2 separate regions of the Dromaius novaehollandiae genome follow, and region 1 is linked to region 2. The links are chromatin contacts, called in public Hi-C maps. All regions are on one chromosome and are shown on one strand. The core of a region is the stretch at or near the end of the contact, and the rest is flanking DNA. Distances in the headings are between cores, read along the strand shown.

What was found. Hi-C and Micro-C count contacts between places; a contact is called where the count stands out from the background.
Region 1: a contact with region 2 is called in a Hi-C map of ovary, with 5 times the contacts expected there. The contact joins the enhancer-like site here to the promoter of CIAO2B in region 2. A contact is called at or near these places in 3 of 4 Hi-C or Micro-C datasets (brain, liver and ovary).

Annotation. Positions count from the first base shown.
Region 1 is chr13:14,714,242-14,718,296 of bDroNov1.hap1, forward strand. No RefSeq gene overlaps it. Among named protein-coding and RNA genes, the nearest start is that of PDP2, 11 kb to the right of the region's middle. Within about 2 kb of position 2,425, at least 2 of the 2 cell types and tissues checked have open chromatin away from gene starts, as enhancers often do.
Region 2 is chr13:14,588,566-14,593,015 of bDroNov1.hap1, forward strand. CIAO2B (cytosolic iron-sulfur assembly component 2B) reads left to right here and starts at 1,851. Exons shown (of 5, transcript XM_064519693.1): 1 at 1,851-2,053; 2 at 2,148-2,215; 3 at 2,491-2,616; 4 at 3,176-3,221; 5 at 3,767-4,365. The coding sequence starts at 1,909. The coding sequence ends at 3,864.

The DNA of each region.
Region 1 (4,055 bases), core at 1,175-3,674, 130 kb after region 2:
CTCCTGCATGTAAGGTACAACTGCCATAATACAAGAGCACCTGTGTTTGAGGAATAAGGACTTCAGGTACAGCTGTGCAAATCTATACCACTGAAGTTTTAAAGAAATACAAGGACAGCCATATGATTTTAGTAAAACATTGGCATTTTGCAGTAAGAACATAAGGGAAGTGCAGATTCACCTGTTGCTACATTTATTGGTTTGCATTCTCTCTGTTGCTTTTAATTAGAAGTCAGAACCTTAAAATTCCAAACTTCTTCAAAAACATGTCAAAGTAATAGAAAATTCTTACACTGAGCTGAAAAAGGATCTATTACTTTTGTAATGGGAAAATTGTTGTACTCTTTCAGCAACAGAAGTTTCATGGGAGATTGTTTTCATCAGCAGGATGAATAAAAGATGAGTTGGCAGGTGAATAAGGCAGAAATATTTATTACTGGCATTCACTGAAAATGACACTAGAATGCCCCTAAAAGCCTGGCTGAAAAAAACTACTTAAAAAATTAACTAGCACGCCAGAAAAGGAAATTAAGATAACTCAGAACATTTTCCTTTATATCAGGCGGTTGGAAAACCACACAGAAATCGAAGTCCACATGAAATTGAACCCTCTTTTTCTTTTAATAACACAATTGGAAAAAGGCAGCAATGTGCCCTTACAAGATAGTTTTTGCAGATTTTATAGAGGATCATACACTCTATTCTGCAAAATGGCAGCAGAGAAACTACTTGAAGTCCTATGGACTACTGAAATCTATTATATCGTAGCCAGGAATTTCACAGACATGGGGCTTATTTTAAGCAAAGTCACAGTAAAAATAAATGAATGTAACCTTTTCTGTGATGTTAAGTACATTTTTCTGAAAAAGATCATGGACTTCAGGGAATTTACTCTCTACTATTATCATAGTTGAACGGATATGGCAATTATCTCTTACTCATAAACACAGCGCTGCAAATGAGAGAAAGATACTATGTATGTGCTTTAGGAGATATAACAGCAGAGAAAAACACTTGCAAACAGATAAGTTTCTTAATGCATGGTAACATCAGAATTATGGATCGATGCATAGCTTTTATGTGCTTAACAAAACACTATTCGACATGCATGCAAACAGTGAGAGTTAACTACCTTATGCTTTGTTTAAAATAAGGAGGTGCAACATGATCCTTAACCCTGACAGGTTTTAATCATGACCTAGTTTCTCTGAAAATCTAGCCAAATGACTAGATTCCACTTCTAATAGAGAGGGAACATAGCAAATCATCAAATAGGTTCAGATAAGAACCTGACCCAAGTCCAGTTGTGGAGCAAGTTCATGGAGGATGAACTCTGTAACCCAAACATTGCAACCGTATTCAACCCCACTGCTGTCCACATTTTAATCTTTCAGTCAAGCTTCCAGTATTGCCCAAATGCTTTATTTTCAAGGTTAAAAGGTTAGGAACAGAGCCTCAAACATAACTCTAACTAAAATCTGGAATAATACAGAAGGTAAAGTTCGTCTACAAGGAAGATACATGTCTATTATCTATGATAATGAAGAGGACAAAGCAATTACTCTGTATCTCTTAACACTTCAGTGCTTTGATATTTGTTGTGCTATATGGCATTGCCGTCAGAGGTAACAGCTGCCAAAAAGCTGCCAAATCCAGAGCCAAAAGGGAAGTAACCACTGCGTTATTGATAGGCATTCTGGCCATTCGTTATGCCAGGGGATTCAGTACGCCTATAAACAGTAAGCCACGAGGGTAAGAGCAGAGGCTGCAGGATAACTAGCTGTGATCTCGTGTGCATACCCTAAGGCCACTTGCTGAATACAACAGAAGGTTTTTCTCTAACTTTTTGGAGAACCACTTGTGTGCACACCTAGCTGAAAGCACGTGTCACAATTTCCTCACCTGCTGTCTTTAGAAGACAACCATATCCTCCTTCTCACATTGCTAGAAAAGAAAAAGAAAAGAAAAAAAAATTGCTCCTTTTCTCAAAGCACTTGCCCAGAACAAGAAACAGAAAACTAACCATGGAGTAAGGGGAAGAGAAGAAGGTAAGGGGAGGAGGAGGGAAGAACAACAGAATAAATACATAAGAAATGCAAGCTCTGATAGCCACAGCAGCATCAGGTGCAGACAACTATGTCCAGAAGAAAGAACTGCAGAATAAAACCAAAAAATAAAACACCAAGATTTATTTCTCAAACCCTCAGCATATTTCAGAATCCCAGCTGGCCCGGCTTACAACAAAAAGCCCAAGATATCTCTATGAGAATACCTAGACTGAACAGTAGGTCCCCATCTCCTCACAGCAGCAGACTCTTCAAGGAACCTACCAATGTAATTTCCAGGCTGTAGGTTTGTTCACAGCAAAACAACTTAACCTAAGCCACAGAGCAACCACGGGGCAGCTGTGGCCATCTGCAGCTGCTGAGCTGCATGACAGCAGGAGCTAGACACACGGATAATGGTGGAGCAAAGCTCTCCTCAGCTCAAGAAGTGCTTTTCCTTCTTGTGCAATTGGGGGCTCTTCAGGAAATTCAGGCAGGTGCCTTCACTTCACTTTCACGTTCTTGTATTTAGCAGTGCTAGGACAAGGAAACTGTTCTCCTAAAAGTTTAGCCACTTCAGGTACTTCAGGCCATTAAAACTTGGTTTTGGCAAAGACTTTGAAAATCAAACTCTTGCTCAGATTATCCAAATCATACATCTGAAGTACTAGGTAGCTGCTAATAAACCCCTTTAAAATGTATTTTGGATTTTTTTATTTGCATAACAGCACCTGAAATTCATGCATTATAAACATGCATCTAATAGTGAGAGAGACCGAAGTAAACATAGCAGCACAGCTTTCCTTTCACAAAATACAACTGACATCTTCTGGCCAACCTCGGTTCTGCAGGCATGAAATTGAGTTATTCAGTAAAGCACTGGCATTGAAATCCCTTTTGTTAAGAAAAACGCCTCACAACCGTGAAGCATTATATAGTAATGCAATAGTCACGCCATAGCAAAGATCATTTCAGAGAACATAAAGCAAAGCATGCTTAACAACGACAGGTGACAGTAAGCTGCTGGTTTCTAATGCACATTTGGTAGTTCACACCCAAAAGAGAACTATTTCCACAGCTAGCATCTTTTTTGGCTGGTTTGAGAGAAGTACCAAGTCAGAGACTGAATTAGGCCACTTGCTCCAGAGCAAGTACCCATAGGATTGGCTCCAAAACTTCATCAGGGAGCCATGAGAAATCCTACATCACTGTTCCTCCAGTCAGACTAGAGATTTCTACCTCCATGGATGTGTAATCTATTTCAGGAGCATTGAATTAATCTATGCAAGTTGGAAAAACCTCACCGAAGCCACATATAAGTTGGATTACCAGAGCATGCTTTGTGACTCACTCATCTGCTGCCTATGGTTTCAGTGCCCTTTTAAGCATTGCTAATTGCCAACATCCTTCCCCTCTGCATTGTATCTAATTCAGAAAAGTTCACCAAAAGGCAAAAAAGGTACTTTTTTTCCTCTTTAAGACATGGAAAGTGCCCTACTAAGAAGTTTCTTTGCTCAATCTGAATAGAAACCATAATTCTGTTTTAGACTAATGCAGGCCAACTAGCTGGAAAAGTCCCTGAAAGGTGGTTAACTAACACAGTAACAGGAGCAATTCTTAACTGACTGATAACTTGAGAAATCTAGAAGTAGTTTGAACGGGTTCTCCCAGATTCAAAAGACAAAGATTTAGCAAAATTTCAAGCATGTTACTTAACAATAATACTCCTTTGAAGTTTAACCTCTCAGCAACAGATATAAAGAAGGAAAAACGTATTTCTTGCACATGTCAAACTGCTTTGTAACCTCAAGAAGAGAGACACATGCTTGCATTCTTTCTTTTCTATGCTTTCTACTGAAGTATTAGGTTGCAGCAGTAAATAGTACATGACACCACTGCGACTGGCCAGTAAGCAACTGATATCTGACAATAGCACAAGGACTTGCACACAGTTCTGCTTTCAGCTCTTCTCAGTACAGTTACTGTTCTGAACAGAGAACATCCCAGACA
Region 2 (4,450 bases), core at 601-3,100:
TGGGTTCCTGTGGAACTTCTTGGCATAATTCTTGGAGGACTTCTTTGACAGGGAATCCACAGGAAAGAAGGCCAAAATTCTTTTGTAGGACAAGCTTATTGCAGGGTATTTTTTTTCCTAATATTTGAATCCTTCTGTCAAAAAAAGTTGTTGATGCCTCTCTAAATTAATTTATAACTTCTACAGCAACAGGTTAAGTGGGACGATTTGGGCAGCTTCTGCAGTGAAAGACCGCAAGAGCAAAGGCCAAATAATAATTTTATCTGCTACACCATATGAATTCAAAGTTGGCAGAATGAATAAACCTGCTTCATATTCATCACACAAGCAAACATTTCTAAAGCAGTGTACAAATATTATTTCCAATTCCTCCTCACTATAGGGATATTATACCCCAAAATTTCTTCATGTACCAGGAATTCCAGCTGATAAGCTAATTGGTGGAATAAAACTTGGTACACAGACCATAGTGGTAACTGAAAAGATCCTGGTATTCAGTCATGTAATCTGTAAAAGAGACAAGATATGATATGACTTCCAAAAAACTCAGAGCATATTCCAGGCTCTTTTACATAAATGTTTTTCACAGATAGCACAGGACTGTGCACAAAATGAATGCAATCACTTAATTCCCTAGCTCCTAGAACTGCTTTCCAGCTCTGGAGATGTGCTACCAAACACACTGCTGTCCCAGTTTCAGCCCATGCAAAAACACTTGTTTCTGTCTGTGGTGGTGTAGTGCAAAAGGCAGCACACTGCACGCTGCTAGGGCAGCGCCGTTCTCACCAGACTCCATGCAGGCAAAAGCACAACTGCATTTACTGCAATTTCTGTAAAGCAGTGTTAAGCAACCGAACCACAATATGTGAGTTTCTTTTAAACCTCTAAATCTTTTGAGGCAGTACATCTCAATTCCTTTCAAATCCACTTTTATTTCTAATTAACCACCAGGGAAATTACCTCACTCTGCCTGAGGAATATGTTTTCCATATATAAAAAATAAAGTTAAGTAGCTTATGTGTAACTATGACTTGACACAGTAGGTCAGATGTGTCACTAAGCAGAAGGTTCCAACATAAATCTACTCAAAAAACCCTATGCCGATCATTTTTTGTGAAGAGAAACAAATATACAACAAGGATGACTGCATACAAGATGTTTATGCAGGAGTAAAAAAAAGCTTTAACTCCACTATAAAGGGGTCTATAAAGCCAAGATGTAGATCACCATTACAGTCACTTTATCGCATCAGTTTCTTTGTCATGTTTTGTCATGTTTTCTATTATATACAGCTTGACTTTTCAAGTTATCTACACGATAACAGAAGCCATCTTAATCACCATTTTGCATTTAAAATGCTGTTTAATTTACCTATCTTCTCAAGCACTAAGGTCGCAGCAAAGGCCCTCAAATAAAAATTTTACAGAGCCACCGACCTGAACGAAGCCATTCCCCCTCCCCCGTTAGCCCTCACGTTTCACGTCAGGCAACAGCGAAACCGCTGCCCGCCGCCTCCCGGCCCGCCAGCACACCCTGGGACGCTCCCGCTGCAAGGCCGCGCAGGAGATGCTGCCGCTGCCTCTCCACAGCTGGAACAACCTGCCACACAATTTCAGTTCACCCTGCCCTCCCGCGACGCGCTTCCCTCCTGCGGAGGCACAAGCGACAACCGCGGAGATAACCCAGCGCCGGTGTTGCCGCGGGGGGAAAGGTAAGGGGGCGGGGTGGGGGTTAACGCTTCAGCATCCCCCCCGCGGCCAACCGCCAACGGCCACCTGCCAACCGCCAATGGTCCCGCGCGCGGTGCGGCGCCGAAGAGCGTCCGGGCTCCTTCCGCCGCCGCGGCGCCGCGCCGGAAGGGCCCCCCGCCTCGCGGCGCCGCGCGAAGAGGTGCCGGGCGGGGCGACCATGGTGGGCCCGGGCCCGGGCGGCGGTGCGGCGCCGCTGGAGAACGCGAACCCCCTCATCTACCGCCGCTCGGGGGAGCGGCCGGTGACGGCGCGGGAGGAGGACGACGAGCTGCCCGACTCCATCGACGACCGCGAGATCTTCGATATCCTGCCGGGGCGGGGGCGGCGCGGGAGGGCCGGGCCGGGGCGGCGGGGGGTGGCGCAGCCGCCCGCGGCGCGTTTTCCTCAGCCTGGCACATCTCATCCGCTCCATCAACGACCCCGAGCACCCGCTCACCCTGGAGGAGCTCAACGTGGTGGAGCAGGTCCGCGTCAAGGCGAGTTCCCTGCCGCGGGGGCGGCGCTCGCGGGGCCCACGGAGCTCGGCCGGGCGCGCGGCTTCGTCCTCGCGGTGTTTCGGCCCCGCGGGGGGAGGTGGCGTCGGCTTCTGCCCCGTTGAACACAGCGCGTACAGATGACGGCGAAGAAGAGGATGAGCGGCAGAGCGGAGCCGCAGGCCGCGTGTCGCATGGCTTGCCCCCCGCTGGCTTGTGGTAAAGTCGGTGGGTTGTGTACGTAGAGAGTGTTTGCTTTCCAACAGGTGAACGACGCTGAAAGCACCGTGGCGGTGGAGTTCACTCCCACGATCCCGCACTGCAGCATGGCAACGCTAATCGGCCTGTCGATAAAAGTAAAATTGATTAGATCTCTGCCTGAGAGATTTAAGGTGAGTAACAACATCAGAAAGCAAAAGAAGGGGGTGTGTTTCTAAAAGACTAACAACTAACTTAGAGTGAAAAATCAATTAAAGTGAAAAGTAACTGGAGCTTTTCTCCATCTCCTCGTATGATGGGGGAGGGAAACACCCCAGGGATCAGAAGGCACTAAACTAAGCAGTGGATGCCGAATTCCTGTTCTCTGAAGGTCGAGTCAAAGGCGACTGGGATTACGATGGGAAATTACCGGTAGTTCTTTGTGGTGCTCTGACTCCTTAAGGGTGAGAATCTCAGTTTTAGAAATGGGGATTAGAGGCCTGTGTTTCACCCGACTGCCTGAAGGAGGCGTAAAGCAGATCAGAATGCAGTGCAGGCTGCTGCCTGGAAGGGCATCCAGATGTTAGACTTTGTTTTGTTCTGCTATATATAGTAGCTGGCTTTGACAGGAATGTGTGTGTGTTGGGTTTTTTTTAATTATCTTGTTTTCTTTGTTAAATTGAGTTTGAGCTTCCAGTGTGTTGTTGACTTGTCCTCTCTTTCTTATTTTGTGACCTTTTTGCTCCTTTTAAGGTGGATGTTCATATAACACCAGGAACACATGCCTCTGAGCATGCAGGTAAGCTTTTTAGTGCTCTGTTGTGTGGTTTTCATTACATTTTTAATCTTGAAGACTAGAGATGAGAGAGACTCCTGCATCTGCAGAGCAGCTGTTGAGTATCTGGAACTTTACACGCACCAGCCCCTTCCAGCAGATGTTACAGAACCAAAATGTGTAATAATGAAGCTTAGATATGTTGTGCACCTTACCTGAAACATTTTCTCAGACAGCCTGTGCTCTCAAATAGTCTTGATTTTCCTGGGTTATGGAGGCCTCAGAAAATGAGGAGAAGCTGGGGATAAATTCCTTGTCTTGTTACAGCTACACATGCGTAGCTCACTGCTGCTGAATTATAAATAGCCTCTTTTTTTAACTTGTGATATAATATGGTAGCTTTGACTTTAGATTACAACTCTGTGGTGTGCTCGGTATCTGCAGAATTACTAGTCTACCTGAGTACCATAGCAACAGCATGATTATCAGTCTCAATGTAAAATGTTTTAAAAAAGACATTGTGTACCAATATTTTGACCAGTTCTTTGTGATCTTTTTTTTCTGAATAGTTAATAAACAGCTTGCTGATAAAGAACGTGTAGCAGCTGCTCTGGAAAACTCTCATTTACTGGAAGTGGTGAATCAGTGCTTGTCTGCTCGATCATAATTGCCCAATGAGGAAATCTTTGGTATTATGCTTCATTAAACACATTTTGTATATAAGTAGTGATGCAAGTGTTTCACTGTCTGTGTATCTATAAGCAAAATAAAATTACTTGGATTTTCTTAAAGAAATGTTTCATTACTTCTGCAAAAATTAATATGTGGGAAATTGGCTTGCAGGCAGCTATATAACTATTATGAAATTTGTCTTTTAAATTTATTAGCTATAGCACAGTAAGATTTTTCTGGGCCTATCTTTAAAAAGATTTGTTTGAACTTGTTTTTAACAGAATTCTGACTATCCTAAACCAAAGATTAGTTATAAACTGCATTTTAGAAATGGATTTTACACATTGACCAAGAAAATTAGCAGTTAAAATCTTTACATTCATATGGTTAGTTTGGACTGTTAGTATAATTTCAGCTTCAAACATCGAGATTTTTACAAGTTGGTGCGTGCAAAGTCATAACATGCCAGTAGCAATAAATGTAAACACTACTAGAATCATCTGTCTGTTTTTTATTATATTGACTTGGATTTGCCAAATATGGAGACCTCTTTAAACCTGCATGAAATGTGATTATTTTTA